Regions from separate parts of the Mus musculus genome. Here all the other regions are linked to region 1. The links are chromatin contacts, called in public HiCAR-type, HiChIP or PLAC-seq and promoter capture Hi-C maps. All regions are on one chromosome and are shown on one strand. The core of a region is the stretch at or near the end of the contact, and the rest is flanking DNA. Distances in the headings are between cores, read along the strand shown. Region 1 holds the start of Puf60 (poly-U binding splicing factor 60). Region 2 holds the start of Arhgap39 (Rho GTPase activating protein 39). Region 3 holds the start of Gpt (glutamic pyruvic transaminase, soluble). Region 4 holds the start of Ppp1r16a (protein phosphatase 1, regulatory subunit 16A). Region 5 holds the start of Tonsl (tonsoku-like, DNA repair protein). Region 6 holds the start of Slc39a4 (solute carrier family 39 (zinc transporter), member 4).

Region 1 (2,821 bases), core at 188-2,687:
CAGGATCTCTCTATGTAGTCTTGGCAGTTGCTTGGAACTACTTGGAAAGGTAGACCAGGTTGGCTTCCAATTCACAGAGCTTCTCCTTGCCCCTGCCTCTGGAGTGCTGGGATCACAGGTATATGCCACCACACATAGCTCAACTTTATTTTTCAACTTATCGAATCGCTCATTTGCAGATTTTGTTTTGTTTTTTTTTGGGGGGGGGGTGTTTTTCCAGACAAGAGTTTCTCTGTGTAGCCCTGGCTGTCCTGAACTATGTAGACCAGGCTGGCCTCGAACTCAGAAATCTGCCTCTGCCTCCCAAGTGCTGGGATTAAAGGAGTGCACCACCAACACCTGGCCGTTTTAATTTTTCTCTTTTTTAAATGGGGAAATCTAAGTTCATGATCTTTATTTTCTTGTTTGGGGGATGCAACATCTTTAGGTATCTTCCATTTCCTTTGTTGTCTTGGTTTCTTTTCATGCTCTTCTGCTTGGTGATTCTGGCTGGCCACTTTTGCTTAAGAGTGAGATGCTAAGCTGGGTCTCAGCGCTTCGTTCCCAGGAGGAGCTAATCTCCAGGCACTGTTGGCAGAGCCAGAACGACTAGTAACCTGTATTAGGGATAGAAGTCTGGAGGCACCTACTTTTTTTTTTTTTTTTTTTAAACTATCTGCACATTTTCGGAGAATTCAAGACACAAGCATCACACACCAGCCTGCTAAGGCCCTCCCCTGGCTCCCCAGCATTCCACTTCTCTGCCCACTTAGGTTTGCTTTCAGTAGAGCTTTTTCCTGTTTAAAGGGGGTACCGAGGGGGAGGAAAATATTCTGCCATGTTTTGCTAAAGATCTCTATATTAAAGTCTGAAAACCCGAGGGGTGGAAAACGAGAATGGCTATCCGGTGGAGTTTGAAGGTGCCTGAGCTTACAGATGTGGTTGGTGCCTTGCAGGCAGCCTTACGGCCACAAAGCCCAGATGAACTACATATTTACACATAGCTCAGGACTTGGGGACTAACGTACACATTTATGCCCACAGGACAATAACCACAGGACAGGCTGGGGAGCCATCTTTTGGGGGCCATCTTCGTGTCAACGGCTATTTTCTCACTAGGAAAGAGACCATATTTCAAAATGAATGAGGATTCCTGACTTTAGATGGACAATGCAAAGGACGATGCATCAGTCTTTTTGTCTTCTGTCTCCGCAGTCTACGAGCTTTCAGCGAGTGGACTCAACTAAAATAGGGTGGTAGGAAAAGAGGCAGACGGAACTGACTCAAAAATGTCGACCCCCCCCCCCCCCGACCAGGGGAGGGCTCTCCGGGTCGCCACTCCAAAACCCCGGCCCGCCCCGTCCTCCTCCGGTACATTAACGGCCTGCTCCGCCCCGGAAATGCGTTTCGGTCTCCGCTCTCGTAGCTATGCCGTACGTCGCGAGATTTCCGCGTCCGACGCCCAGATCGCGCGAGACTGCGGAGGGAGCTGATGCTTGTGGCGCGCGCGGCGGCCGCGACGGACGCAAGATGGCGACGGCGACTATAGCTCTCGTAAGTGAGTCCCTCGCGGCCAGGGGGCGGCCCTCAGCTCGGAGGAGTGAGTCGTCGGCTGGGACAGGGTGCGGAGGGGACCCTGGGTGCGCAGCGGCCCGACCCGGACCTCGTACGGACTTTACCGTGGTCCCCGGCACGCGGGGCGGAGGCGGAGCGGGAGCGCGCGGCTGCGGCCACGGCTGGGGCTCGACTGCAGCTTCCGGCTCGAGGACTCCAGTTTCCGGCAGCTGGGCGGGGTGGGCCGGCCGCGGAGCTGCCCTGCTGGATCCCCGCGGGGCGGTCCTGTCTGCCGAGACTGGGCGACAACTGTCTAGGCGTCCGGTGGCATTAGGGTGTCCTGGTGCCTGCTCCAGACCCGCGCGGCTACGCCCCGTGTTGGGGACGCGGAAGGGGCGGACCCGTTAGCATTTGCTCTGCGCCATGGTGCAGAGACGAGGGTTTCCCGTTCCGTTAACACGCAGGAGGGGAAGAGCATCTCTCCCAACCCCCATTCCCCTCCACACCTTTCAAACAGCCATTCTGTCACTGCCTCTGTGGGGAACCCGACAGCCGGTGCCTGCCTCGGTCACTGGTCCGGGTGGGCATCATAAGACTTTGCTAACCCCCTTGTCTTGGGCTGGACGCTCCAAGGGCTGAACTTGGTTCTGCCCTAGTCAGTCGGGAATGTTCCTTGAATGGCTACCACCAGGAGTTCCTTCAGGGACTATTTATCTCTTGGACCTAACCCCACTGCAATCCAGACTTTTGTTAGCCGCCACCCTCACTCAGAGGGGATGAAGCAAGGGCTGAGACCACTTAAGCCCTAGGTGCCTGGAGGCCAGCCGTAGGGTAGGGTCGAGTAGAGTACACACAGGCTGCCATTCCTCAGCCTTAGCTGGGAACTGCACCTTCATAATGGGAGAGGGGCACTTGCTCCAGCTTGTGAGGGGTGGATCTAGTATGTCTTGCTCACATCAGGGCTAACTTCAAAAGAAAAAAAAAAAAATTCCTGCTTCCGCTGCTTGACGCTATTGGTGTAAATGGTCTTTTCGGAAAGACAACCAGAGAGTTGAGGAGTTGATGACTGCCCTTAGGTGGCTGTCAGATGATAGAAGAAAGGGTGAGGGCAGAGTATAAAATACTTTAAACAGCACTGGAGGAGAGTGGATGCCTCATTTCTGGGTAGCCCCTGTTGTTCATGCAGACTGAAAGGTTAGCGCGATGCTAGACAGATAGTGTCATTATTGAGATGGTCTCGAGCAGTAAGTCTCACCACTGAAGCCGTCTTTGCCAGCATTTGACCACA
Region 2 (2,821 bases), core at 180-2,679, 740 kb before region 1:
TTTTTGGTTTTTTGAGACAGGGTTTCTCTGTATAGCCTTGGCTATCCTGGAACTCACTCTGTAGACCAGGCTGGCCTTGAACTCAGAAATCCGCCTGCCTCTGCCTCCCAAGTGCTGGGATTAAAGGCATGTGCCACCTCTGTCAGGCATTATAGGTGGTTTTGAGTCACCTGACATGGATGCTGGGAATTGAACTTGAATCCTCAGGAAGAGCAGTATTTACTCTTAATTGTCAAGCCAAGGTAAAAAAAAAGTTTGGTTTTTTTTTTGTGTGTGTGTGTGTGTGTTTTTCTTTTTAAAGTAAAGAACTGGTGTCGGGCAGTAATGGCCCACGTCTTTAATTTCAGCACTAGCAAAGTGAGGCAGGTAGATAGCTCTGAGTTTGAGGCTAGTCTGGTCTACTGATCGAGTTACAGGACAGCCGGGGCTACACAGAGAAACCTGTCTCAAAAAACGAAAACATGAACAAACAAAAACAACAACAACAACACTGAATATTCCGAAGTCTGGGAGGGTGACAAACGCACTTGTAATGTGTTAAAGACGGATTTTAAGTTTGAGGCCAGCCCGGGTACACAGAGCAAGAGCTCGTCAAATACAAAAAACCCAAATGGCAGCTGAGGATGTAGCTCAGTAGGTAAAGGGCTTTCCTAGAATGGGTTTCACCTCCTCAGCTGTGTAAACCGGATATGGTGCCTGTAATCCTCGCACAAGAGAGATGAAGACGGGATTAGAGTTTCAAAGTCATCCTTCGCTACATAGGGAAGTTGAAGGTCAGCCTGGGCCATCTGAAATTCTCTCTCTTAAAAAAAATTAATAAGAAGTTAAAAGGGCCATGGAGTGGGTAGAGGTGCTCTCTGTGCAAGCCTGATGATGCGAGTTCCGTCATTAGAACCCATGGTGAAAGGAGTTGTCCTCCGATTTCCACACGGACACTGTTGGCACGTGCGTGCACATGCTTCACACACAATACACATTACAAAAAAAAAAAAAAAAATAGAAAAGAGAGCACATTTAAAGCTGTGCCTGAGTTACTACGAGAATAGTCAAGGAAATAAAAGGAGGAAAATAATAAAGGGAAGTTACAAACATGGAATACGCAGAGTATTTTAGACAATAGCTACCTTTCCAGAGTCAAGGAAGAGGTATATCTCAAGCTTAGGAACCCCAGCAGGGCTAGAACTAATAGAGTCACGCCACACCCACGTTAGGACACACCTGAGGTGACCCAGACCTCCAGAAGTGGGCGGGTACAGGTGAGAGCGGAACGGCCGGCTAGCGCGGCATCGGGGGCGGGGCCTCCGACAGAGGCAAGGCTCCCTCGGAGCTCCCGAGGGGCTGCGCGGTGGCGCAGGCGCATTGCAGCCTCGCGGGCGGCGCCCCCTGGCGGCGCCACCATCCTCGCGGGGGCGGAGTCGGAGGCGGGGGGTTGCGCTTGGTGACGGGGGACGCGCGGCCGCAGCGCACTGGACCAGCGGCGGAGACCCAGGACGTGAAGCGCTGGCTGCGGCGGCGACGGCGGCCGGGAGCCGCCGGGAGCTGGGGCGCAGCGTGCGGTCGGTGATGAGGGGCAGTGGCGGCGCTCCGGGCGCAGGGCCGGCTGGTGAGAGCGCGGGAGGTGGGCGGCGCGGGCCGGGAAGATGGCGGAGAGGCCTCGCTGCGGCCCCACGGCCTGGCCCAGGCGGAGGCCCCCCAGTCCAGTCGTGCTAGAAATCGGGGCCCCAGGTGACCCGGTAGGGGAGGGTCCGCAGGAGGACGCCGCGGCCAAGGGCCAGGGAGTGTGAAGGCGGGTTTGCGTAAGAGCAGGGGCCCGAGGGTGGTGGGTGTGAGGGTGCCATGGTCTGCACGCGTGCCCGGCCTTTGGATGGGCGTGAGTGCGTGTGTGTCCCTGGCCAAGATAGTTGTGTGCGAGCCCTTTGCTTGAGGTGGTTGGGGTTGGGGTGGACCTGATGGTGGGTGTGAGATGTGAGGGTGCCCGGCCTGCAGACAGGTGTGTGTAGTCAGCCCGAGGACAGGTGTGCGTGCGTTCTGTGTCCAGGCCCAGAGCCGGTGGTGTGCTTGTGCCCTTTCTGTGCACTGGGCTCCGGTCCGTTTGGGGGTGGTGAGAGATAGTGCTTGCCGAACGAGGATCTTGCGGGCTAGGCTTTGTCCGCGATGCCCGGCAGTCGGTGGGCGTCTCTGGGTCGGGTCGTGGCTTGCTTGCGCGTGGTGCGCCCTGGCTTCGCGGCAGGGCCTCTGCGGCAGGCTCGGGTGGTCCTCTCCCCGGCCTTTCAGACTTGGAACTCCCTGGGCGCCTGCTGTTTGGCAGGCGTGGGGTGGGTGGGGGCTGCGAGCCGGCAGGCTGTGCATCCCGGGCCAGGCAGGCTGTCTTTATTTTAAAACGTGCTGCCCGCTTCGGGCGCGGCAGCTGTGGGTGTGTTCCATGCTGCTGCTCACCGCAGCTGCTGTGGGCGCTACGCAACCTTCAGCCGCAAAAATGCGGCTGGACCCCCTCCCCCTTCAGTGTTGTTCGGGTTGGCCAGGCCTCCAGTGACCTCTGCAGAAAAACGTACAGTTGCAAGGCTTCAGTTCCTCCCGTGGTGCAGACAATACGGACGTTTGTCTTTGGGAGCTAGGGAGGGCAATTGAGCACTGCGTCCTGGGCGCAGTCTGTAAACAGCAGGTGGTTTTGTCCCTGCTCCCCTTTTTACAACGAACGTGGGGGGAAGGGAATTAGAAGGAGAGGTGTGACTGGATAGTCCGGAAAGCCAGTCTTCAAGGGATTCTGAGTGCCTAGGAGGGAATAGAGAGATGTGACTCCTTCCAGCTCGTGGTCTAATCA
Region 3 (2,821 bases), core at 146-2,645, 620 kb before region 1:
AGAGTGAAACTGCAGGGGGCGGAGCTGATAGGTTTACCCGTGGGGTTGCCGGGGTTGATGACGCATAGTACTCGAGGGCAGCAGCGGTCACGTGCCTGGCACAGAGCGCGCCGCAGCTCAGCGATGTCAAGAGCCCAGGCGCGCTCTTCGTCCAGGTAGTAGTCCACTTGCACGGCGTCCAGCTCAGCCAGCGCAGCTGAGTACAGTGGGTACTGAGGAATGGGAATGAGTACACCGGTTCGCGCACGGCCCTCGCCGGCTACCAGCAGCTTGAGCATGGTCTGTAGGCCGGATAGGGAGCCCAGCGTTAGTGCAACCAGAGTTGTACACCCCACCCCGCCCCCACCACCGCCCTGTGCTGACGCTGCTGCACCAGACTCAGCCCCATCTAGCCTCACACATAGGGCTACTCCGATTTGACCTGCCCTGCCCTGGGCTACCCTACCACGATGGCATCGCTGGCCCCTGTGGACAGAAATATGTTGTTCGGGTCTGCAGGGATGCCTCCGTCTCTCCTCTCAATATATTGCGCCACATCCTCCCGAATCGGCTGGATTCCAGAGCTAATGCTATAGGCACCTGAAAGGGGACAAGCTAAATGAGGTGGGCCAAGTCCTGTAATCTTCCCAAGGGACTCGTCCCTCTCTGCCTCTCCTTAAGGCTTGGGCTCCACCTAGAGCTCGCACTCACCCAGGCTGTGGCCCCCGCATGCCTGCAAGATGCGTTCTGCCCTTCTCTTGGCATCCTCTGGGAAGTCCGGACTGCTCAGAAGATTGGGGTAGACACAGAGGGCCAGGACCTGGAAGAACCAAGTACTGAGTCCAGAGCAGCTGGGGAAGGAGGAGTAACCACAGGTAGTACAGCAGCCTAACCTGGCGGAAGAAGGTGATGGGTCTCTGCCCCATGGCTTGTGCATCCCCAATATTGGCACGGATAACCTCAGTAAAAGGCTTCTTCACACCCTGGGAAAGAAAGGAAGCGGGCAGGGAGATTGAACACCACCACCCTACTCTACTGCCTTTGTCCCACATTCCACTGTGCTGGGGACGAGCTCAGCAGCCCAAGTTTAGCAGAAGGGCAGTAAGTGGCCCAAGGCAATACCTGGCGCAGCTCCTGCTCCAGCTCCAAGGCACGTTGCACGATGGGGCCTCGGACTGCATACTCCACCCTCCGCACACATGGGTTCATGGTATCCAGAGTTAGCACCTTCCCCTTCAGTCCATTCCTTGAAGCCTGGATCCGGTCATTCCTTTGTGAGGCCATGGCTGCTCAAAGCAGGCAAGAATGCTGGCTCAAGAAGAAGGGTCCAGTTGGGGAGCAGGGCTGGGAATGGGGAGTCTGCGTGAGGTAAGGCACCACCCTCTCCACGGCAGCCTTCTGGCCCTACTGAAAGGGGCAGAAAAGGCTGAAGGAACTGGAGCACCCTGGGCCCCGCCCCATCAGGCTGGGCACAGATCTGCCCCAGGGTGCCAGAGGGAGTTGGTAAGGCAGCAGGCGGGGCTTGGGGCGAGGCCCAGTGCCGCCTAGTGTCCCCACGAGGGAGCAAGAGACCCACTTGGGGAGTAGGGACAGACGGATGGTTCAATACTTGACACACTGGAAACTGGGAGAAGAGAGCACTGAGCATCTCAGCCTATTAAGAACAGAACCAGGGACTACTGGAGATTTACCCTAGCAAGGCCCAGCTGAAGCCTAGGCCTCAGACCTGATACACACTCCATCTTTACTTTAAGCAAGTGGACTTGTCTCCTAGGTAACTAAGCCAGGCCTTGGGAATCTGGGGAGCACTGGGGGAAGGGAGAAAGATGTGTAGTCTCTGGGTTCCATGGGGACTGACAGAGTGCTATGCTTGGACCTTGGTCTCTGATGAGCCACTGCAAGGGTTTAGGGGGAGGGGAAGAGACTGGAGACGGGACAGCTAGTTCTGGACACACCTCACCCTGGACTGCCCTCATGCCCTTTCAATACACATCAGCTTGAGGGTGCCCTTAGGTCGACAACCCAGGCCAAGGGTAACTAAGTCCCCTTCCCTGCTGCTCCTGATTGGTAGAGAGAACAGGAAGTGAGCTCTGATAGGCCCACAGTACCCCACTCCCACTGGCCTTCTAGAAAGCTTATAGACTTGCTCAACACCTGGTCATCTAAGCCCTTGGACCCATCATGGCTCAGGCTAAGGGCTGGGGAGAATGACTTCTAAGCTGGGCAGCAGGCAGCTAGGAAGGCATGAGGTGAGCCTTAATCCCTCTGTCCCTGGAGGCCCTGGAGTGGGGACACACTCACCTCTGATCTCTTGGCTCTGATGCCACAGTAGCCTCCCAGCTCAGTGGCCTTTCTCTGGCCCTCAGGACACACCACAGATTAATATAGGCTTGGCCCTGGCAGAACCTGCCACTGCCTGCCTCTTACTAGCAGGGCCCAAGTAGGAGTGGTAGCAGGTGGACTTCAGGCAGCGGCGGCACAGCCCTACTCTAAATTTAACCAGCAGTCATCACCAACCCTCCCCCAAGCCCTTCCAAGGACACTAACCCTCCAACCACAGGTGCTAGAGGAAGGACAGGCCCTGAGGATGGACACCAGGCTGACCAGGTCAGTGCCCATGTGACCTCGTAGAGATGGCCATGCAAATACAAATGCAACGGTCATGATCTAGAATTGCCTTCTTCCCTCTAGCTTGAGGCCCCTAAAGGGCCCCTCTCATTCTGATACACTGTCCCTAGCCAGCACAGCCCAAGTGGCCAACTGCTTGTCACCTATACCAGCACAGGCGGAAGCTGGCAGACATGCCCCAGGATCAGGGCTTCATGCCAGAAACTGAGACCAT
Region 4 (2,821 bases), core at 172-2,671, 590 kb before region 1:
GACCCTATCTCAAAAACAAAAAGTAAAGGAACTGGTGAGATGCCTCAGAGCTTGAGAGCACAGGTGGCTGCTTTTCCAGAGCACCAGGATTTAGTTCCCAGTAACCACAGGGTGGCTCACAACTACAAAATGACAGTTCCAGGAGATCCACAAAGATATCCTCTAACCACTTACACGTGGATCATGGCATGTACCCACCCCAAAACGATAAATAAATAAATAATACTTAAAAGAATTATTCCTTAAAAAAAAAAAAAAAGAGGCGGGGAATAGGAAGGCCTGAGCCAACAGGGAAGGAAGTCAAACCAGGCCTTAGGAGAGGAAAACCCTCCCCGCCTCCCGCCCCCCCCCCCCAAAAAAAACCTCCTTGGGCAAAAACTAGCAACAGAGGCAGACTAGCAGCCCTTGAGAGACCTGAAAGTCCCATCACCATGACAACATGAAGCCAGCGGGTTAGGGCAGGTCTCATTAGGCCTCCAGTCCCTCAACCCAACCGGCTCTCATGCTGAGCTAGTGGCAGCTTTGGTTTCCATGAAGTGAATCAGGTGGCCTTCTAAAGAGCCAGGGTGTTTAAAGCAAGACAAAGCCTCCAAAGAAAACCCCAATCCTATAAGGGAAGACCTAGGGAGCAAAGACACCCAAGAGGGCTCACTGAGGTCTGCCCTCTCGCCTCTACCTTCACCACCCAAGTAAGGATATGGAAGAAAAGTGGAGCAGTCAGGAGTCAGCTAACTTTGCTCTACCTCCCAAGCCAATACACACTTCTCTTCTGCACCCGTAATAATTAATCCTCCTTGTCTCTAGCCTCTAGCACTGGTTCCGTCAGGAACCCAAAGGAGCCCAAACAGTTTTCACAAGCTCATTTACATTCCTCTCCCAACCACAATCCAGGAGGCACAGCCTCCAGAAAAGGGGCACTTGAAGCCGTAAGAGGCTCTAGAGTGTGCTTTGACTGAACACCAAAGCCCACATGAAGCACAGGAAAGTCCCTTCGCGGTCCTAAGGTCAGAATGAAGACTGTCGATGGATTTGCCCGACCAACAGGTTGCAAGAACTTCCTTCACTGATAGGTTTCACAAAAACAAAAACAAAAACTAACAACAACAAAAACCCACCCTCCGCTGGCCGCCTCGCTGGCGCCCCTTCTGCAGGCCCCTCACGACCCGCTCCATTGCCGGGCCAGCACCGGGCCGCAGAAGAACCGGCGCTGGCTCACCCGCTATGCCCCGCCCAGCCGTGCTGGGCCTCCCCCGCGTCCCCAGATAGACCCGACCCTCACTCACAATCGCCGGCCTTCTCACCTGGAACCTCCCTGGCCGCTCCCTGAACCCGGCCCGGCCGACCCTGGAGCCCGGCGCTGCTCCAGGCGCCACGGGGGCGGGCCCCGCGCCCATCCTCGCCATGGCAACGCGACACTTCCGGCCCGAGGTGTCCCGAGCGGAAGCCGCGGTGCTGGGCGGGAAGGCTGGGCGGGAAGGCTGGGCTGAGTCGTTTTGCGAGGGCGGGGCCTAAGGAGCGTCCTCCAGGGACAGAGTCATCCACTGTAGATTGACAGGGGCGGGGTCAGCTCCGGTAGCTGATTGGTTGATACTGTGGAAGATTTTTTTTTTTTTTTTAATTCCCGTGCTCTATTCTGTGGTACTAACACCCTGATGTCCGGGGTAGGGCGGGAAGGGCAAATGTTCAGGTGTTCCCGGAAGGGTGATCTTTATTTATCCTATCCTTTGATTAAAGGGTAGGAGTCCCTCGTTGCTCGAAAGAGGATGGGCAGCAGTTTGGGTGATGGTTGGACCCTGGGACACTGTGATCAGGGAGAAGCAGTCCCGATGAGGAGCCTTGAATGTCAGTTCAAGGAGCCAGGCTTTAACTGGAACCAAGGAAGGACCAGTGGAAAGGGAGACCTCAGACTTGCAGGAGAGAATGTCTTCTTTAGTGAATAGGTCTGAGGCCATAGGGATATTTGACAGGTGAGACACAGGAACTCTCAGCTAGAGCTCTGAGGACGAAAAGCAGAGGGGCAGGAGGTGATAGGATTGGGGGTGGGGAGGGGAGACAGATGAGAGCTAAAAGAAGAATCTGAGATAAGATCACAACCCAGCCAGGGGCAGAACTGTCAGAGGAAGTGAAGTCCCACTGTGCTCATCCTCCTTGTGTGTCCCCATTCCCTCCTCCACTCATGACTGTACCTTCCTTGGCACCTGCCAGGGTCTCTGTCCTGTTGATGGTACAATGGGGAGGGGCTTCACAGGAAAAGGTGAATTCTCAAAAGCTTTTAGTGCTCATGAAGGTCTTGGATTGTTGGCTCTGACACCAACCTCTGCCATCAGCGCTCTAATCAGACCCTCAATGCAAAGCTGCCCATTGTAGTAGCCAGGAGAACTTAGAACATAGATGGTGACTGAGCCCAAGAATAGAGCCACCAATTAGATGGCCATGCCTATATGGGCACCTACAACATACTCATGGGAAGATCACTTAAGTCTCTGTATCCTCCTCTTGTTCCTGAGGACAGACTCTATTCCCTTTTTGGTCCAGAAGGTCTGTCAATCTGTATCCCCACCCCCATCAAGTCCTGAGCAGACTCCCCACCTAAGGCTTGACTTTTTTGTTTGTTATTGTTTTTTCTTTTTTCTTTTTTTTTTTTTTTTTGTTTGTTTTTTTGAGACAGGGCTTCTCTGTATAGCCCTGGCTGTCCTGGAACTCACTTTGTAGACCAGGCTGGCCTCAAACTTAGAAATCCGCCTGCCTCTGCCTCCCTAGTGCTGGGATTAAAGGCGTGCGCCACCACTGCCCGGCAGGCTTGACTTCTTTTGGCTGCTTT
Region 5 (2,821 bases), core at 134-2,633, 560 kb before region 1:
ATTTCTAGAAGAGGGCTGGAGAGATGGCTCAGCGGTTAAGAGCACTGACTTCTCTTCCAGAGGTCCTGAGTTCAATTCCCAGCAACCAGAGAATGGTAGACGGGCAGAAATGCATCTGAGGAACAGGGTAGCCCCTGTTCTGCTCCCAGGAGGCCATGAGGGCGTTGGTCCCCAGGGAGGCTGCAAGGCTCACAACCATCTGTAATGGGGTCTGATGCCCTCTTGTGTGTCTGAAGACAGCTATAGTGTACTCATATGAATAAAAAATAAATCTGCCAGGCCGTGGTGGCGCGTGCCTTCAATCCCAACACTTGGGAGGCAGAGGCAGGCAGATTTCTGAATTCAAGGACAGCCTGGTCTACAGAGTGAGTTCCAGGACAGCCAGGGCTACACAGAGAAATCCTGTCTCAAAAAAAAACCAATAAATAAATAAATAAATAAATAAATCTTTAAAAATAATAATGTCTAGAGGAAATGGGGGTAGCACTACAGTATACCTGTAATAAAAAGGCAGGCTGGGAGCTGGAAAGTTGGCTCGGTAGTTAAGAGCTACACTTGCAGAGGACCTAAGTTTGGTAACTAACATCCACACGATGATTCACAACAAGCTGTAACTCCTCTTCAAGTTGCCCTCTTCAGCCTCTTCAGACACTAGGCACACGGCAGGTGCACACACACACACACACATATATATATATAGGTAAACACATACGTGAAATTTAAAAAATCTTTTTTTCTTAAAGATTCATTTATTTACTATATCCAAGTACACTGTAGCTGTCTTCAGACACACACACATCAGATCTCATCACGGGTGGTTGTAGCCACCATGTGGTTGCTTGGACCTGAACTCAGGACCTTCAGAAGAGCAGTCGGTGCTCTTAACCACTGAGCCATCTATCCAGACCCCCCTCCTTTTTTTTTTTTTTTTTTTTTTTTTTTGTCTCTCTGTGCATCATTGGCTTTTCAGGAATTTGCAATTTGCTCTGTAGACCAGGATGGCCTCAAATTTAGAAATTTGCCTGTCTTGGCCTCCTGAGTGCTGGGATTAAAGGCGTATGCCACCAAGCCCGTCTAATCCTAAAAAAAAAAAAAAAAAAAAGGCAGGTAGATTTCAGGGGAGCAGGGTCAGTCTGTAGTCCTGGTAACTCACCAGAAAGGGCACTTCCTGCTTGGGTGCCCGTACTCTGACAGCAGCCTTGAAGGCCCAGATCCTACCCAACAGACCTTCTGCCACCTGATGGCGCCAGTAGGACTACAAATCCCAGAAGGCCTGGAGTCTACCGCACTTGGGCCACCGAAGGGGCGGGGTTAAGCATGCGCTCAGAAGAGTGGGTGGGCCTTGCGTGTTATGGGTGGAGTGAGAAAATGGGCGTGGGCTCAGGGAAGCGCGGGAAGTGCAGATTTTCGCGGCGGCGGTGGCTTGTCTGGCTATGACCCTGGAACAGGAGCTTCGCCGTGAGTATTTTGGGGAGTGCATGTCGGGACGCAGGGTGTGGATCGGGTCCTGGGTTAGACTCGATTCTCTCTTCCGGCAGAGCTGAGCAAGGCCAAGACCAGGGCCCAGAGGAATGGACAGCTGCGCGAGGAGGCGGCCTACTGCCACCAGCTGGGGGAGCTGCTGGCTAGCCACGGTGAGCCGGAGCGGTGAGAGGACTAGCTGGAGGCAGGGGACTGGCTGGGTGATGGCGCACCTTGAGCACACGCCCCTCTTCCGGCAGGCCGCTTCAAGGACGCTTTGGAGGAGCACCAGCAGGAACTACATCTGCTAGAGAGCGTCCAGGACACTCTAGGCTGCGCTGTGGCCCACCGCAAGATTGGAGAACGGCTGGCTGAAATGGAGAATTACTCTGCTGCTCTGAAGGTACAGGACCTTCACTTGTTGAGGAGAGAGGGCTAGTATGCAAATAAGTATTCAGGGACCTTTGACTTGGCAGGCAGTCACACCCTTCTTATGTCTACTTGGGGCGCTGCCTGCCTCTTGGTGGTGGTGGTGGGGAATGGATGGGTTTGTGACAACTGAATGAGGAAGGCTCAGGACCCACTGCTATTGAGAGCAACACTCCATGCAGCCCTTAGTGGTCTCCCATGACAGCACTGCTGCAGGGCAGAACAGCCATTGCCATAGACAGTCCTTTGCATAGAAAAGATAGGACATGGGTATACCCAACTCTGTCGAAATTTGGGAAACAGAAGGGTCTCTTTTCTAAGAGTAGCTTCCTCTGGTATCAGACTGCTGGAGTTGCTGGGAGTCGGATCATGTCAAATGCTTTTTCTTTCTACATTAGCACCAGCATCTCTACCTGGATCTGGCTGGTTCCCTGTCCAACCACACTGAACTACAGCGAGCCTGGGCCACCATTGGCCGCACCCATCTGGATATATATGACCACTGCCAATCAAGAGATTCCTTGTTGCAGGCACAAGCTGCCTTTGAGAAGAGCTTGGCTATTGTGGATGAGAAACTAGAGGGTATGTCCCCTTTCTTGGATTCTCCCCATAGGCTCCCTCTGGGCCCTCCCTTTCCAAGGCCTGTGTTGCTCTTCAGGCTTGAACCTGTCAGGCACCTGCTCCTTCTCTATATTCTACGTGCAGCAGACTCCTGGCTCACTCAATAAGAGATGGGATAAAGGGTAGGAGTGCCTGAAAACCCCATATCCTGGGGGTGGGGGTGGGGGCAACTGAGTCCCTAAAGCTGTTCTTTTTCCAGGGATGCTGACCCAGCGGGAACTGAGTGAGATGAGGACCCGTCTCTACCTCAATCTGGGTCTCACCTGTGAGAGCCTGCAACAGACAGCCCTGTGCAACAACTACTTCAAAA
Region 6 (2,821 bases), core at 91-2,590, 540 kb before region 1:
GAGAGATCTAGGGAAGCCAGAACAGCCAGGCCTACACAAAGACTTCTCCCTAGGGGATACAGGGAAAGAAAATCAACCTAGTCTTAGCTCTCAGCTGCCCAGCAATGAAAAGAAATAAGAAAGGCAGTTTGGGTATATGGCATCTTCAGAGCTCCATGTAGGGAATGCTCTCAGGTTGGCTCTCCCAGTTCCCAGTCATAGTTCTTCCATAGGACCAGCAAGGATGCTGCATTGCAAGGATGCTAGCCATAAGAAACATTGACATGTGTATGTTCGGAACAGGTCTGAAGCAGTTGACCCGTGAGCTCAAGGATACTCAGCTAGATTCTTTCTCCACCCTGCCCTACCCTCCAGAATACTAGGGGACAGAGTTCGTTAGGCATTAGGTTCATACTCAGCCACACCCCAGAGGGCTAGGGTCAGGACTGGTGTGAACTTGAGTGGAAGAAGGCCACAGTGCCTCTGGGGCTACCCAAAGCCCTCTTCCAGAAGGCCAAAATGCCTTGTGACCCGGGAATTGTCAGTTCCTGGAGATTCCAACCCCTCCTTCAGCCTGCCACCTGGATAGAGATAAGGCTCAGGGGTCAAAGGCTGGAAGGCTCAATGGGGGAGGGGCACAGCTGGGGGCCCCAGCCCTACCTCCTTCTTCTTATGCTCAGGCTTTAGCGCTCACAACAGGGCCTCAAACTCCTACTGCTCAACTCGAACTCTTCCAAGCCCCAAAAGTTGGCTAGGACCAAAGTCACATCTTTGTTTCCTGTTTGTCTAGGTTGGGGCTTTAGCCATTTCCTGGGGATTTTCCCCGAGGGCTGGGGGTGGGGGAGCATGACGCAGCAAGTACCCTGCAGAAATCTCCCATTGTAGCCCATATTGGACCCAGCGGCCTTAGCTCAGGAGCCAAGAGCAGCACCCCCACCCTCACCCAGGCTACAAGATTTGGAATTTGTCTAAGCTGCTTGGGCTGAGAGGCAGCTGGTGAAGGGTGGAGGGAAGCCTAAGAGCTCTCCTGAAAATGTCAAATAGAACGCCCATGTTTGACTTGATAACATCTACGCGCTCAAACCTTTAATCCCCCTAGCTTCTGGTCCAGTGGCAAGGTAACAGGCGAGGGTGATCTGGGCTCTTCAGGGAACAGAGGAAGCCCTGACTGGCAGTTCAGGGTGTGACAGGTTCAAGCCGCCCACCTAAGGACAGGGACCCACCTTTAGCTCCAGCCCCAGGAGGCACCAGCTCTTTCTCCCCAGGCTTTCGGGGAGGATCTGCCACTGGAATGGCTAACCCAGCAGCCAATCACAGAGCCCTGTAGGAAATATCTGGGAGAGGTCTTGGAGCTAGGGCCAAGGCAAGTTGAACCCAGCTCCAGTCTGGCCCCGGACAGTCCCAGCTGTCTCCAGCTAGCCCAGAAGTCAGCACCTCTACAAGGAACGCTTTTGGGGGCCTGAGGCGTGATGCTCCCAAAGTCGGTCACACAGGGACTTGTGTTGGCTCTGCTGGTGGGCACAGTGGCAGTGGCCCGGCCCAGGAACCTGCTCAGCCTGCTCGCCTTGGGCCAGGGTGCTCTGGATCGCCTGGAACTGGACGGCCTGTTAAATACGCTGGTGGCCCGTGTGCACTGCACCGACGGGCCGTGTGAAAAGGTAACACCCCCACCCGATGGGTCCCCCAGCCCCGGCCCCTTCCTGCCCGCTCCACCCTGTGGCAGGCACTAAAGAGATCTGGGCAAACTCCAGGAGGCGGGTCTGGAGGCTGGTGTCTGCACCTGCTGGCAGGCTGGAGCCTCCCTTCCGTTTCTGGGGGGCTTATACAGGCCTGGGCCTCCATCCTGGGACACACAGCTCCATTCCCCCAGGCTATCAAATTTGTGGTGACTCACAGTGACCACTCTCACCTTCAGGATGGGGGAGTAATTGCTGGGGACCCCTTTGTGTAGGCTCCTAGTCAAGCTAACTACAAGGGGCAGAACATGACATAAGATAGCTGATAGAATCCATGCCTGTAGGCTATGCCTGGTAGGCTTAGTCTAGCTCAGATCCTGTCTGTTTGCCCACAGTGTCTGTCTGTGGAGAATGTCTTGGCTCTAGGCAAACCTGACAAGCCACAGCCTGCCCCAGAATCAGTCCTGGAGTCCAGACACATTATTTACCTTAGTGCTGCTGCTGCCCTCTACCTTAACAACCCAGAGAAAACATGCAAGGACATCCAAGCTGGCCTCTTGGCCTCCCATGTGGACGATTACCTGGCCACACTGGAGAGTCCAGAGGCCATGACCCTGGGTCTGAGCCAGCTACTGCAGAAGATTGAGGCCCATGCTGCCAGCCAACCCACCGGGGAGAAGGTGAGGGCCCAGACAGCTTTTGGGGGATAATGACAAGGACCTTAGTGCCATGGAAGGGAGGCTGCCCCAACAAGGGAGATGTCCCACGTGCAGCCTCATTGGAGGTACTTAGGTGGGAATCAGTCTTGTGCACAGTTGGTAGAACGGGGTCTGCGGGAGTCTGGGGGAACCCTTTGGGGGAAATGACAGTCAGGAGAGCTCTGGGGCCAAGGTCATAGGCCACAGTGAAGGGTGTGACTAGCTGGGGCAGCCTAGGTTTATGGTATAGGTAGCTGGTTTAGGGACATAGGCTGATGTCTTCTGTGAAATCTGGGAAGTAACTTGAGGAGGTTGGAGCCGGGCAGTGGTGGAACACGCCTTTAATCCCAGCACTGGGGAGGCAGAGGCAGATGGATTTCTGAGTTCAAGGCCAGCCTGGTCTACAAAGTGAGTTCAGGACAGCCAGGGCTATACAGAGAAACCCTGTCTCGAAAGAAAGAAAGAAAG

The links. Promoter capture Hi-C pulls out the DNA fragments that hold promoters and counts their contacts. HiCAR-type assays count read pairs that join an accessible place to other places. HiChIP or PLAC-seq counts read pairs in DNA pulled down with a chosen protein or histone mark.
Region 2: a contact with region 1 is called in a HiCAR-type map of astrocytes, with 2.2 times the contacts expected there. The contact joins the promoter of Arhgap39 here to the promoter of Puf60 in region 1. A contact is called at or near these places in 1 of 39 promoter capture datasets (erythroid cells) and 1 of 115 datasets of contacts at active chromatin or transcription factors (astrocytes).
Region 3: a promoter capture Hi-C map of liver shows a contact between it and region 1, with 2.6 times the contacts expected there. The contact joins the promoter of Gpt here to the promoter of Puf60 in region 1. A contact is called at or near these places in 2 of 39 promoter capture datasets (liver and neutrophils), 2 of 484 Hi-C or Micro-C datasets (embryonic stem cells and regulatory T cells), 2 of 115 datasets of contacts at active chromatin or transcription factors (embryonic stem cells and pancreatic cancer cells) and 1 of 9 other capture datasets (pancreatic islet).
Region 4: a contact with region 1 is called in an H3K4me3 HiChIP or PLAC-seq map of the SCID.adh cell line, with 10 read pairs. The contact joins the promoter of Ppp1r16a here to the promoter of Puf60 in region 1. A contact is called at or near these places in 1 of 115 datasets of contacts at active chromatin or transcription factors (the SCID.adh cell line) and 2 of 9 other capture datasets (liver and pancreatic islet).
Region 5: an H3K27ac HiChIP or PLAC-seq map of embryonic stem cells shows a contact between it and region 1, with 2.3 times the contacts expected there. The contact joins the promoter of Tonsl here to the promoter of Puf60 in region 1. A contact is called at or near these places in 2 of 484 Hi-C or Micro-C datasets (forebrain and neutrophils), 2 of 115 datasets of contacts at active chromatin or transcription factors (embryonic stem cells and thymic regulatory T cells) and 1 of 9 other capture datasets (liver).
Region 6: a contact with region 1 is called in an H3K27ac HiChIP or PLAC-seq map of microglia, with 6 times the contacts expected there. The contact joins the promoter of Slc39a4 here to the promoter of Puf60 in region 1. A contact is called at or near these places in 2 of 39 promoter capture datasets (erythroid cells and liver), 1 of 484 Hi-C or Micro-C datasets (forebrain), 4 of 115 datasets of contacts at active chromatin or transcription factors (bone marrow-derived macrophages, microglia, pancreatic cancer cells and 1 more) and 1 of 9 other capture datasets (macrophages).

Annotation. Positions count from the first base shown.
Region 1 is chr15:76,079,562-76,082,382 of GRCm38.p6, reverse strand. It overlaps Puf60 (poly-U binding splicing factor 60), which reads left to right and starts at 1,437. Exons shown (of 12, transcript NM_028364.2): 1 at 1,437-1,533. The coding sequence starts at 1,510.
Region 2 is chr15:76,816,774-76,819,594 of GRCm38.p6, reverse strand. Arhgap39 (Rho GTPase activating protein 39) reads left to right here and starts at 1,429. Exons shown (of 12, transcript NM_001168288.2): 1 at 1,429-1,603.
Region 3 is chr15:76,695,300-76,698,120 of GRCm38.p6, reverse strand. Gpt (glutamic pyruvic transaminase, soluble) reads right to left here and starts at 1,395. Exons shown (of 11, transcript NM_182805.3): 1 at 1,102-1,395; 2 at 873-962; 3 at 691-799; 4 at 446-579; 5 at 38-281. The coding sequence starts at 1,263.
Region 4 is chr15:76,670,243-76,673,063 of GRCm38.p6, reverse strand. Ppp1r16a (protein phosphatase 1, regulatory subunit 16A) reads right to left here and starts at 1,421. Exons shown (of 12, transcript NM_001358933.1): 1 at 1,302-1,421. It also overlaps a transcript of Foxh1 not described here.
Region 5 is chr15:76,638,491-76,641,311 of GRCm38.p6, reverse strand. Tonsl (tonsoku-like, DNA repair protein) reads left to right here and starts at 1,383. Exons shown (of 26, transcript NM_183091.3): 1 at 1,383-1,458; 2 at 1,539-1,634; 3 at 1,722-1,864; 4 at 2,289-2,472; 5 at 2,711-2,821. The coding sequence starts at 1,434.
Region 6 is chr15:76,615,389-76,618,209 of GRCm38.p6, reverse strand. Slc39a4 (solute carrier family 39 (zinc transporter), member 4) reads left to right here and starts at 1,340. Exons shown (of 12, transcript NM_028064.3): 1 at 1,340-1,637; 2 at 2,051-2,335. The coding sequence starts at 1,449.